2 separate regions of the Mus musculus genome follow, and region 1 is linked to region 2. A link is a contact called in public HiChIP or PLAC-seq data. All regions are on one chromosome and are shown on one strand. Each heading gives the region's core, a stretch centred on a gene start, on an enhancer-like site or on the middle of the called end of the contact. The rest is flanking DNA. Distances are from core to core; before and after follow the strand shown.

Region 1 (6,216 bases), core at 849-3,348, 990 kb before region 2:
AAGCAACCAAAATCCCCATGCTTCCTAGACAGGGAGTCAGGAAAAGGTTTAGATTCTTTTCCATTCCTTCTTTCAATCTATCTGATCGATTTTTCTCCCTCTCTTTGAACCAGATGCAGCACATTCTTTGTTAGAAGCCCACATAATCACACTGGAGTCCCTTTATTGTTAGCTTAGCCATCTTTTAAGTGATGTTCTCCGGTAGGGAGTATAAAGAACGTTTTCATTCTAGAAACCTGGTGAATACGTGCCCGCCTTTGTATGTCTAAGAACATTTACCGTAAATATGACGTCTATGGATCGCGTGAGTCTAGAGAGTCCAACAAGTTGCAATCCTTGTTTTAAGCAGAAAAGAACCTGTCTCTAAATTTCTGCAGTCGGCGTTCAGAATGACATAGTGCCCAGTCTGAAAGATTCGGGGATTGAATTAGTAGTTTACTGGTTATTATTTTTAGGTGAGTTTGGATAAATAGTCTCTTCAAAATGATACAGCGTCGCAAGATGGGACAGTACTACTATAGACTGTACCGAATGCAATGGATAGTATGTAAAGTGGTAAACATTTAATGACTGACATAAGGGCTTTTTCCATGACACACTGTCAGAACAGCTTGATTGGGTTTGAAATCAGTTTTTCAGACTTTGGCTTTTCCACTAACCCGGATTCCTAGCATCAGGACTTAAAATACTAACTTGATGCATGACCTTGAACAAAATACCCTGAGTCACTTTCCTTATCTACAGAAGGACTGGACTAGATAACCTCTAGGGTCTTTTATAATGCTAGCTTAGCCACACTTCCCGCATCCCCCTCCCGCCCCCTCCAGTGTGGAAGGGCTGAGGATCAGGATCCTGAAACCGCCCGAAGCTATGTAAGTCGTGGGTGCCCAGATGCCTTCATCTGTGTTTCGTGCAGTGTGTGAAGCTGCGTACACCCTCAGCTGTTGCCTCTTCAGTTTGCCTCCCGGGTCCCTGTGGAGACCACATATCGCTTTATTTATTTATATCCTGGCTTGCTCCCGAAAGCACATAAGGCGCCAAGACACAGTAAGTCCCCGACAGTGTCACACGGTGCGAGAAAGAAATCCTCTGATGACATCTCCTTTAGAAAACCGCCTCCCAGAGATGCTAATGAATGCCTTTTGCCGAACTCTCCGGGTCCCAGCTGGGTTTCTGGTCTCCTGCCTGAGCCGTCCACCCCTCCCCGCGGTCACTCAGACGCCCTTCCCGGACTAGCCCAAACTGTCACCACCAAGTCCCAGCTGGACCAGGATCCCGCCCGGCTCCCTCGCTCGGCTGTCATTGGCTGCTGCTGCCGTCACTCCCCGCACGGCTCCGCCTCCCCGCCTAGCGCGTTTTGTGGACCCCTGGGTTTCCGCGGCAAGCCGCTGACGTTTGCCTGAGCGGCGTTGCCTGGGCCCCGCGACCTTTCACCCCGCCTCCCCGCGGGAGCGCCCCGGCCCGCTCCGCGCCCCCGCCAAGCCCGCGCGCCCCCGCCAAGCCCGCGCGCGCCCGCCGCCCCGCAGGCGGAGACTCCGGCGCGGAGGCCGGCCCCGCGCGGCGCGTGTGGGAGTCGCGGCCCCTCGCGGCCCCCGCCCGCCGCCCCCCACGCGCGGGAGACACGATGAGCGCGGGCGGGCGGCAGCGGCGCGGAGCAGCGCAGGCGGCACACGCGCCCAGGCAGCGGCGGCGGCGGCAGCAGCGGGAGCGAGCGCCGCGTTAGCCGGGTCCGCCGCTCCGGCCGCCCGCGGCCGCTCCTCCTCCCGCTCATTCACTCGCCCTCCTCCCGGCCGCCCGCGCCTCCTCCGCTCATTCACTCCCGCTCTGCCCGCCGCTTTCTTCTCCTTCTTCACCCTCCGGCTCCCACACCCCCTCCATTCCCGCTCCTAGCCGACACTGCACTGCAGCTGCTCCGCGCCCTGCCCCCTCCCCAGTGAGCACATCAGCCACACTGCTCGCCGCCTCAGACTGCTATTGATCCGATTAAAGAAAAAAAAAAAAAAAAAAAGAAAAAAAAAAAAAAAACCTTAGCAACCCCAAACGAGAAAAAAAAAAAAAAAAGCCAAAACAAAAGGGAGCCGCTTCTCCCGGTGCAGCGGCAGGAACTGCAAGCATGATGGCGGCAGCTCCCATTCAGCAGAACGGGACCCATACGGGGGTTCCCATAGATCTGGACCCGCCGGACTCGCGGAAAAGGCCGCTTGAAGCGCCCCCTGAAGCCGGCAGCACCAAGAGGACCAACACGGGCGGTGGGTATCGCTTCCGCCTCCCGCCCCGTCCCCGCCGCCCTCCCGCGCCGTGGCCGCTGCCGCCGGCCGTCCCGCGCCCCCTCCCCTGCACCTGCCCCGGCCCCGTCTCATCAAGATGGCGACCCGGGGTTCTGAGCCGACCCGCTCGCCCCAGCCGGTGCTGGCCCCGGCGACAGGGTCCGCTCCCAGGGCCGCCCCCCGCGAGAGGTGATGGCCGCCTGAAGATGCGCGCTGCATTTAACAGTCTGATCAAATAAATAAATAAATGGCACTTGGGTAGCGGCTTGCAGATGCTGGGGGCACCGGAGACTTTTGCCTCTGTTCATCCCCTTGCTCTGGGCCACAAGTAGTATGCAAAATCTTGATGAGTGCATGCCCTGAGCGCACTTACATGGTCGGTACAAATATCGCATTGATTTGTCTTCAAGGGTATGCATACGAGGGGGGTGTCTGGTACGGTGACTTGTTAGTTAACATCCTGCGCTTCCTCGGAAGATGAGTTATAACGGGACCGCTATCGCTTCTTCATTTGCACTGGAGTCATCTTAACAATGCATCCAATGCATCGAAGCAGAGGTGAATTTATCTCCAGCATATACATTAGAAATGGATGGGGGTCTTGTGAGTGGCACATCGCAAAAAATTCGGAATACTCGTTCCCAGTAAAGAGCTGGATTTACCGCGAAGTTTCCTATTTAAGACGTGATCAGGTTGACGGAAACTAAAGTTTATGGAGTTGGCTTTATTTTCTGAAACATTTCATTTTTCTTTTTTTTTTTTCACGGCTCATCGAACCTCCCCCCGCCCCCGTCTCCGTTTTATGGTTCTTTTGGAGATGGAGCGTTATCTATTTGGTGACTTTGGAGTGTATTTAGAATAAATAACTCGTAAGCTTTTTAGTATTGGCAAGATTCTTCTTAAGGTCTTTTAATTAATGAGCTTAGCCGAGATCATAGTAGACTTAGAAGTGCCGCGGAAATACATCGGGATTACTTAGATTCTCAGTCCACCACATTGACGCTTTTTTTCCCCTTGGCAGTTTCTCACGGCTTGGAATACTCCCTACAGTTTGGGTGGACTATTTTGCAGGAAGATGGTTGTTTTGTATACTTAAAGTCGGATATAGCCAGTGATTAATTGCAGTCTTTTATGTTTGCTATGACAGACAAATTTAGCGGATCACTACTTACAGTGTTGGATTTTTTTTCATCTTCAGTATGTTAAGTGAAGGTTTGTCATGTTCTAAATCTCTGAAGTTTTGTTAAAGGGTCAGTTTCTTTCATTTTGCCATGGTAACCACAGAATTGGAAGACTTTCATGTTTGGAGTAACAACTGGAATTTACTCCCCAGTCTCTATCGTACTGCAAATTGTTAGAACGTGTGAATCCCGAAAACTGGGGAAGATTTTGTAAATGCTTGTTTTTCAGTGTAATTGGTGGTTTTCATTCCTTAAGCATTTTAAAGTGCTGTTTTCTGCAATTCTACGTCCATTGGTTTAGTTGATGTTTTCTCTCTGGAGGGTGGGTTGGGGATTCAAAGTTTAAAATGATCATGTTAATCAAATGTATTTCTTTACATTTTTCAGAAGACGGCCAGTACTTTCTAAAGGTTCTCATACCTAGTTATGCTGCTGGATCTATAATTGGGAAGGGAGGACAGACAATTGTTCAGTTGCAAAAAGAAACTGGAGCCACTATCAAGCTGTCTAAATCCAAAGATTTTTATCCAGGTAGGTGAAATGGTAAAGAAATTGTTTGACTAATTTCCCAAGGAAAAACACCAAATATCTACATGTGCTGTGTGTTGTCTTAAAAAAAATTTTTTTAAATGATGAAGATCTGAGTGTTACATTAGCATACATTGTGGAATTTCTTTAAGCGTATTTCCATTGTTGTTCATGTTTTTCCCTCCCATTAATTGATATACTGTGTATGTGATTTAGACTAATGGTGAGATAATTCTCTGCATGCTTTGGAATGCTAATTGCTAGCACAAAAACTTAAAAATTAGAGCTAGAACCCTGGACAGTTGGCATAAGGAAATGTGGTTCCTCTGAAGTTTGCAGACATCATTGTCATGACAATTAGTTTAGTGTGAATTCAGAGGAGGGGGCTGGGTGGTTTCTTAAAGAATGGACCATTTACTTCTGCATCCATTATGTACCTCTTTCTGCTTGGTTGCTTTGTTTGTTGGCCTTGGATGAAGTAAAGAGGACAAGTGCGGTCTCTTCAGATATTTAAAATACTTTAGTAATCTAATTGGGATAAGAAATTTACTACGCCGACATGCAAGATGTGGACTAGTGTTTTAGAATTTGTGTTCAGAGCCATATTTGATTGAAATACTTTACAGTGTGGGACAGTAACCTGCTAGATCATCGCAGGTTTCCTAGGTTGATTGATTGTGTGGATTTGGCCTCTCATTTTTCTGTTTGTTTGGTTTGTTTTTTGTTGTTGTTGGTTTTGCTTTGTTTTGTTTTGTTTTACTTTTGGGCTCCTCCTTTCATGCTGTGCATTTCCTCAGGTTCATCTTTTTTCTTTTCTTTCTCCTCAGTTCCATTCCTCCTCAGTGTATGTATCTTCAGTAGTGAAATCACAGTGGACTAGTGCAACCCCCGGTGATAGATATCGTGAGCTCATCTGCTTTGCTTAGCTCTCGCTTTCAGTCATTTTTCAGGAGGTTGTTTTAGTTTTATGACTGTAAAAATGTTAATTCAGTGCTGAAGTGAGCTATAGTGCTTAGTGTTTTCCTGATGGAAAAGAAAGCAGAATTGCTTTCAGAGGTCTTGGCTACCAAGAGCTCTATAGCACTCAGACACTAGCATGGACCGAGGGAGGCTCAACCCTTGGCTACTTCCTTTTCACAGCTAATCATCTGGGCTAGAAACCGACCATGCACTGGAAAAGATGATTTTGGAATGGCTGATGCTTTACTAGTTGAACACAGTACTTTTGGGGGAAATATTAAATGTAATAAACGGACGTGTAACCTGTTAGCTACTGTGGCTCTCTAAAGTTTGCCGAAGGCTCTCCTCATCTCGGGAAACTTTCCCTATGCAGTTGGAAAGTTTAATATATTCACGGTGGTGCATTGAACAGGTATATCATAATAAAAATCAGTGTGGAATTGTGAAAATACTTAGTTTAAATAAAAGCACTCAAAAGAGCTTGATTGCAGAATTAATAACATGATAGATCTAGGAAGAGCTACAGTGGCAAATTAAATACCCTGTCAATAGATGAAAATGAAAATGCTTTTCTGCATTATACATGAGGTGCTGTCAGATACATAGGGTGTTACAGAAAATTGATGTTTAGCCAGGATATTCCAAATAGCAAATTAAATGCCTTTTCACTTGAATGTAGTTTATTTTCAGTGTGCTGGAAAGGATGCACTAGGAATTAAATCTTTTGTTTCTTGTCCACTTATTTTTACATTTTTTTTTTGGTTACCTGAAAATTACTTATTTTATTTATGATGTGAAGGTGTTATTTATATATAGCAAGAATTTTCTTTTGGGGGAAAAATGAGAAGCTGCAATGCTTTGAATAAAATTTGGTTCATGTCGTGACGTAACCTGACCAGGAATGAGTTAAAGCTAAAAGATGGCTCATTCTTGGCCTCTAACAGGTGGGAGTCAGTATAGGCTATGATATCCTGATATCCGTTTTAAGGGTAAAACAAATCCCTGGAGTTTCTAGGAATCTTTAAGAATTCTCAATAGTTTGTAGTAAGATGCAATTTTAATTCAATAATTAACTCTTCGAACAGACTCATCTCCACTCTACAGATAGACTGATTTCCCTCTGTTTTCTCGTCACACTTGACTAGACCCTGTAAAATTATCTAGGGTCTTAGTATCATTCAGTCTAAGAGCCTTTGAGCTTTTTTTCTACCTTCTTGTACATAACAGATACTTGCTGTGCACACATCCAGATGAACTAAATTAGAAACCGTGATTCATAT
Region 2 (6,195 bases), core at 3,574-6,073:
TAGTTTATTTCACATAGACCTATAAAAAAGTTATACTTACTGCCCAATACTATTTAAAAAGTAAAGGACAGATTTAAATTTCACACTTCAACAGCAGTAATAATATTTAAACCATTCAGAAGAAACTAAGAGATAAGCAGTTTCTTAATCCAATATTAAGATGACTATATATATATATATATATATATATCCTTTAAGCATTAAAAAAAAACATTTTCACTCTGGGAGATAAAGTTGCTGAATCAGTTATATCACAAAATTTGTTTAATCAAAATTGAAGAGATAAAATTATTGTGATTTCGTAAGTAAAGTTGAATGAAATTTACTCAAAATTTCACCAGATTTGAGTCCCATGCATTTTGCTCTAAAGCTCCACTTACAAACCTGAAAGTTGCAGGGGAAGTTTAGTCCAGAAACATGGCTGTTCTGACAAGAAATCATATTGAAGGACCTTCTAGGTCTGTGTGATTTGGCTGGAATGGCACACCTTTAATCCCCCTGGCATGGAACCCAGACAAGCACTTAGTCTATGCCTTTAATCTCAAATAGTGAAGGTAAAATTAGTTTGTAGAAGAAAGCAGCCATGCTTGAATGTGATGTCTAACTGAGGGGCAGAAAAAGTGACAAATCAGAATGATATTTGACAGAATGAGTCAGAGATAGGATATGCCAAACTACCTGGAGAATAAACAGGAAAGAGAGGCTACTTCAGAGCTGTACATAAGGAGTCAGGAATGAAGGGTGGTTCAGTGAGTGCACTTCAGCGGAGTTCAGGCAATGTAGTGAAGGTTAGCTGAGTTCTCCTGAGTTCCACCCGGTTCATTCATTCAGTGCCGTCAATGAAGTTCATTTCGTGGAATTCAGAGACAGTTTTTTCAAAGCATAGCAATTCAGGGAGAATACTAGAGATAGCAGTTTGAATCAGTCAGCTTGGAGAGGAATTGTGAACCTGAACAGCTGAATTGAGCCAGTCAGCCACAGTTCAGAAAGAATTAAACAGGGTAAGCTTATTCAGCACTCATCCTCAGCCAGCAAATTAAAGTTCCATTCACAGAACATCTTCACCCCATTTTGGTTTTTGAAACATTGTTTTAACTATGAAATCCATTCTCATTGTTTCTACTTTCTCTAGTGCCCTGCTCACAAAGGTATCCTCTGTAACACATGCTCTCACCCATGCTCTGGCTCTGGAATGATGATGTTGTCTTTAGCCTCATTTTTATCAACTTGACTTAATATCCAAGAAAATCAACATGAGTGAAAAGGTGTTCATTTTGGTTCATTGTTTCATCGGATTCACCCAGGATTATTTGGATCTATGTTTCCGTACTTGTTTTGTTGCAAAAGTATATAGCACAGGTGGTTGAAGAATTTCTTCATAGCAGACCGAAAACAGCAGAAAGATAAAATAGAACAAGATGCCAGAGCGATATGTAGTGCATGATGCCAGATCCTAGTTCTTCTTTCAAGTCTCTACCTTTTTCTACCTTCAAAGATTGTAAGCATTTTAGGAAATTAAGTTATTGTTTCACTGCTTATGTCAAAGCCCTCCTAACATAGTCATTGCTGGAAATGTAGTCATAGACAGACCCAAAACCTCCATCCTTGAAGGTCTCCTGAACAGTCAAGTAGATAACCAAAATTACCTACACTGGCCACCCTGAATTGACACACTGCAAATGTCTCCTCTGTGTATCCTGCTTTGAACTGATAAGGTTGGACTCTGAAACAATGCAGAGGAACATTGAGGAGAACTTAGAGGAAGATATTTGTTTTCTTGCTGTGTGTTTATTTGTAAAGCTAAAGACACGACAAAGGAACTACCAGAAAATTATTTATTTTCATAAGGCCAGTGACTCAATCTCTCTTCTGTTGGTTGACTCTAGCTTCCCTGAAACTCCAAAAGGCTGGAGCATCTTGTATTGATGGTCTGTGTCCCAAAAGTCAGATAGAAGAGATGTTCTTATCCAGGCAAGCCTTCTATTCTACTACTGTAATAATCTTTCCCAAGTAGTTTCAAAGAAATAATTTATGTCTACTTCTTTCTGGTGAAATAACCTTATCCACAGACCCTTGACATGAAAGGTAAATGGAATAGTCATCACACATCAGGATACAGCCAAATCTAGTTTACTTAGACTTATATAATGCTAGGGCCTACTCTGAAATACTAATATCAGTATATTTCAAAGGTCTCTTACCAAGGCTTTGTTCATAGAAAAGATTATTTTAAAAGACACACTCAAAATCCCTTGATCAGATTCTGGATAATTCAGATGTTTTTACCATTCATCTTCCTTATTAGCACAAAACAAAAACCATTATGGTAGTGATATTGTGTGTTGATATGCACAGAGTGTTGGAAAAGCTTATTTTGTAGACAATAGTCAATGTGACCTGGGCCCCTGAACAAATTGTGGAAACACAAACAAGTTACAGGTTCTTGTACTCTTGTAAATGTGTATATTTTATATCTAATGTTGCCCCATGTGACTCTCTGCACATCTGTAGGACAATGTGGACAGTAACAGTTAGGCAAATAATTGTTTGAGATGATACCAAAAGAATACCTGCCTGATGATTGAAATGTTTCAATATGAGTGCACCCCCCAAATATTTTTTACTCTGCTTCTTCTAATCAACAGATTAAAAAAAAAACCTGAAGACTATTTAATTCAGTTAAAGGACTAGAAATCAATTTTAATACATTACCACTGAGATTATGCACTTATTAAAGGGTTAGATATTAGTATTAACTTTATTCTGGAAATTTGAACAAGGTAAAATTATTTTTAAAGGTTTTAATCTTTGACACAGTTCTACCACTTAACAAATAATTTATTTACCTGCTCATCTTTAATAATTTCAAAATATTAAAGAAAGCAAAAAGAAAGGGTTAAAAGTGCTTTACAAACAAGGTAACATTTGAACTCCATTTTGAAAGAAAAATAGAAATTTGCTAAGCTAATTTGGAGTGTGTAACCTTTCAAGTAGAGGGAGCAATAGAGGTGGTCAGCAAAATAAGAAGAACTGCACTATGTCTAGGGAAATACAAGTGAGGCACAGCACAGCACAGCATGACAGTAAATGACAAAGGTCAAACAGTAAAATAAGTCTTAATATGGAATCATTACTCCTCTTAATTTCCTAAAATTAGTGAAAGGTCATTGAAGGATTTTTTAAGCAAGTTCTCAGCACAGTTAAATTAACATTGTGTAAGGATTGGTGATTTATCACTACAAAGGTTTCAAAAGTGGGGGTGTGGTGCAAATGAAGAGAGCCTGGAGATACAGAGGTCATTTTTGAGGCTATTAAAACGATCCAGATAGTATAGACTAAGATCCAAATTAGATGAGTGGCAGAGGGGAAAAAAAAAAATGAGGGCATGTTAAAAAGTTAGATAAAGGGACATTCAATGCAAATGTAGAAAGTAATAAAATTTGCAAGTCAAGTGAGAAGAAAGGTCAGAAATCTGTGCTTGGTCTTTGTCTTGTTTTGACTGGATACACTGGGAACTGGCTCACTTGAGCTACCCGAACAAAACTCAGATTGAATGATTTCGTCTGTGGCACACACTGAGTTCTTGTTGATCTAAACTCTAAGAAGTTAAGGATGCCATCAAGATGGGTGTCCTTCTTAGCTCCTGGCTCTTGTAGAGAACTGCTCACTTCCTGTGTACTCTTATTTTGTGTCTTCTCTATTGCAGTGAGAGCTCCACCCTCAAGTCCTCACCCAGCCAAAAGCTCCCGTGCATGTATATCACATTGGAGTTTACTGTTACAAGGAAAGTCGGAGGGATAAAAAAGTATAAATAAATAAAAATAAAGAAGGCAAGGCCCAAAAGCATGAATTTAATAATGAGTATGGTATTTGATTTCAGATGCCTTTAGGAACTTCAGGGGATTTTTGACAGACACTTGGTTATGTAACTCCCGAGTTTTAGAAAAGAGAGGAGACAAAACTTAATTTGAAAGTCATTATTTCATGCTGATACAGTAATAGAGGAATGGAATGTGTGTGACAAAGGCGTCACAGGTGGATCTGTTGGAGACATTGGCACATGATCATATACAATGACAGAATGTGGAGGTCTGCAACTAGGTAAAAAAAAAAAATGAAAGCAAAACAGAAATCTGTGTTGTCATGGAGATAAGAGATGTGATTGGCATTGTCTGCAGATGGACTCCATAAGGATTCTATCCATTCTAGTTGGCCTTAGGATGCTGACAGGCAGAGTGTTTCTTCTGTAGCGCTTGCATCCTGTACCAAGTTTCATTGGCTCTGCCAATCCTGTGTTCCAAGAACAGCCTTGTGTAATGGGTCTGTAACACTAGTTCTGGTGAAGTAAAAATGGTTCTGCTGTTTTTATCTTATCACTTAAACCAGAAATTCTAGATTATCTTAACCAGGGCATCTGTGACCCTCTGTGATCTGTAGCTTCCTTTGGCCTTAATCAGATCATCTGGCATCATAAACAACAGACTCCTTCCTCATTTGTCTGCATATCCAAATCTCCATCCTTTCTCCTGTGCACAAGATTCAACACATTTGTTCAGGGAGATCCCAGTTTCTGGATGAATGTTTTGTATGCTGGGTGCAATCTGTTTCAGGATCTTCATCCTTTTGTTGCCTCCAGCTTTTGAAGGGGATTCTTTGAAAACAGCTTCCTGGTTCTTTGGAATTGCTTTTTCTTTAAGGCAATTACCGCTAGTGTTTGCAAGTCCAACTTCACTTAAAAAAATAAAAAACAGAAGAGGGGGTGGGGAGAGATAAAAGAATCAGCTTAAGCCCAGAGGAAGTATTCTGGGAAGAGACACCGGCTGCCCTGTGACTGTGCATTTTAAATGGAGCCTCTCCCCCTGATTTGAATTACCTTGGCCCGGGCTGAGTATCCCCGGTGGACTCTTTCCACTTAAGCTTTTTATTAAAAAAGTAAATTGGGATTATTGTATTCCCTCACTTTACTTTGGAAGTAGAAATTTTAAATTAATTGTGGTCTAAACTGATAGCAAACAGAGAGGCTCTGATAGTAGTCTGGCGGCCTCTTCTTCAGCCAGCAGAGATTTCCGTTATTGCTGCTGGGAATGGCTTGGCTGAGATATTTTTTAATTTACATTTTTTCTTCCCTCTAATGAAGGATTGAATTATGACTTACTAGAAAATCCCCAGTGCGGAGGAGAGAGAGAGAAAGATGTCGACTACCTTCCTCCGACATGATTGGAGCAGAGCTATTTATTTGGAGCGGGGTTGAAGCCACAGCGGTGGAATTTAGAAGGATTTCTTCATTCTCTGTCTGGAAAATGCCCTTAGCTCTCATTGGAAGTCAGTTTAGCACAGGGTCAATGCTATGGCAGACAAGAAGGGTATTTCTGTATCAGTTCCTTGTAGGACATGAATGTGATGCTCGCACAGGATCTTCAGTGCCCTTAGTCAGGGATTCCTGAGTCCTCCGGAGTGTGCCTCTACCTTGAAAATATCCAATTTCAGCTTCTCTAAAAGGACCCCCTGTGGACAGCTCAACCCCCAACAGACTTGCAGACAGTAATCTGTATGTTATACAATAGCTCTCTTCCTGCTACATTATGGGGTTAGCAAAACTGTGAATGTTGCAAAACAGAATTACTGGCCTGGAAATTTCCCTTCTGTGGGCAGATGGCATGATCAAGAGCAAAGACAGACATGTCCTTTCATAAACCAAGGGCAGTGGTTACACAATAAGCTTAGGTAACATCCATGAGAGGGGGCGAGTTTAGGTAAAACTTAGTGATGTATATTCAAAGAACCAGTTTGTGAGTTCAGACAGCTCAACTGAAATGTCTTTCTGAATCACTGGTCTGAAAGCTCACCACAGCACACTCATAAAACAAAGTGTGCTTATTGTATGTTTCTATGCCTTAAAACAAGTATATCCTAGACATGCCCCTGTGTTTCAGAATATAAGTTTCAAAAGAGAGAAAACAGAACTCAAGTGTAATGACATTGGAAGGGCATTTACTCTATGCCTCCAGATTTCTGAAAACAGGTTTCAACTGCAAAATTACCTTTTAAAGTCACCGATTAGATTTAAGTCTGTCTTGAAGTTTATTTTAGCTTATAGAGCACTGCAGTGCCTATCAGTGCCTGGCATCTCACGACGCATGTGCCCTACACTCTCCTCACATATGACCCCCACATACCCTAACTCTTATTCCAAAG

The links. HiChIP or PLAC-seq counts read pairs in DNA pulled down with a chosen protein or histone mark.
Region 1: an H3K4me3 HiChIP or PLAC-seq map of embryonic stem cells shows a contact between it and region 2, with 3 times the contacts expected there. The contact joins the promoter of Nova1 here to the enhancer-like site in region 2. A contact is called at or near these places in 1 of 39 promoter capture datasets (hippocampal neurons), 1 of 484 Hi-C or Micro-C datasets (the N1E-115 cell line) and 8 of 115 datasets of contacts at active chromatin or transcription factors (astrocytes, differentiating embryonic stem cells, embryonic hindbrain and 4 more).

Annotation. Positions count from the first base shown.
Region 1 is chr12:46,814,649-46,820,864 of GRCm38.p6, reverse strand. Nova1 (NOVA alternative splicing regulator 1) reads left to right here and starts at 2,098. Exons shown (of 5, transcript NM_021361.2): 1 at 2,098-2,249; 2 at 3,836-3,979. The coding sequence starts at 2,114.
Region 2 is chr12:45,832,124-45,838,318 of GRCm38.p6, reverse strand. No RefSeq gene overlaps it. Among named protein-coding and RNA genes, the nearest start is that of Gm33811, 140 kb to the left of the region's middle. Within about 2 kb of position 4,823, at least 16 of the 459 cell types and tissues checked have an H3K27ac peak or open chromatin away from gene starts, as enhancers often do. A contact at or near this core is called in the N1E-115 cell line and embryonic stem cells, where this site is marked.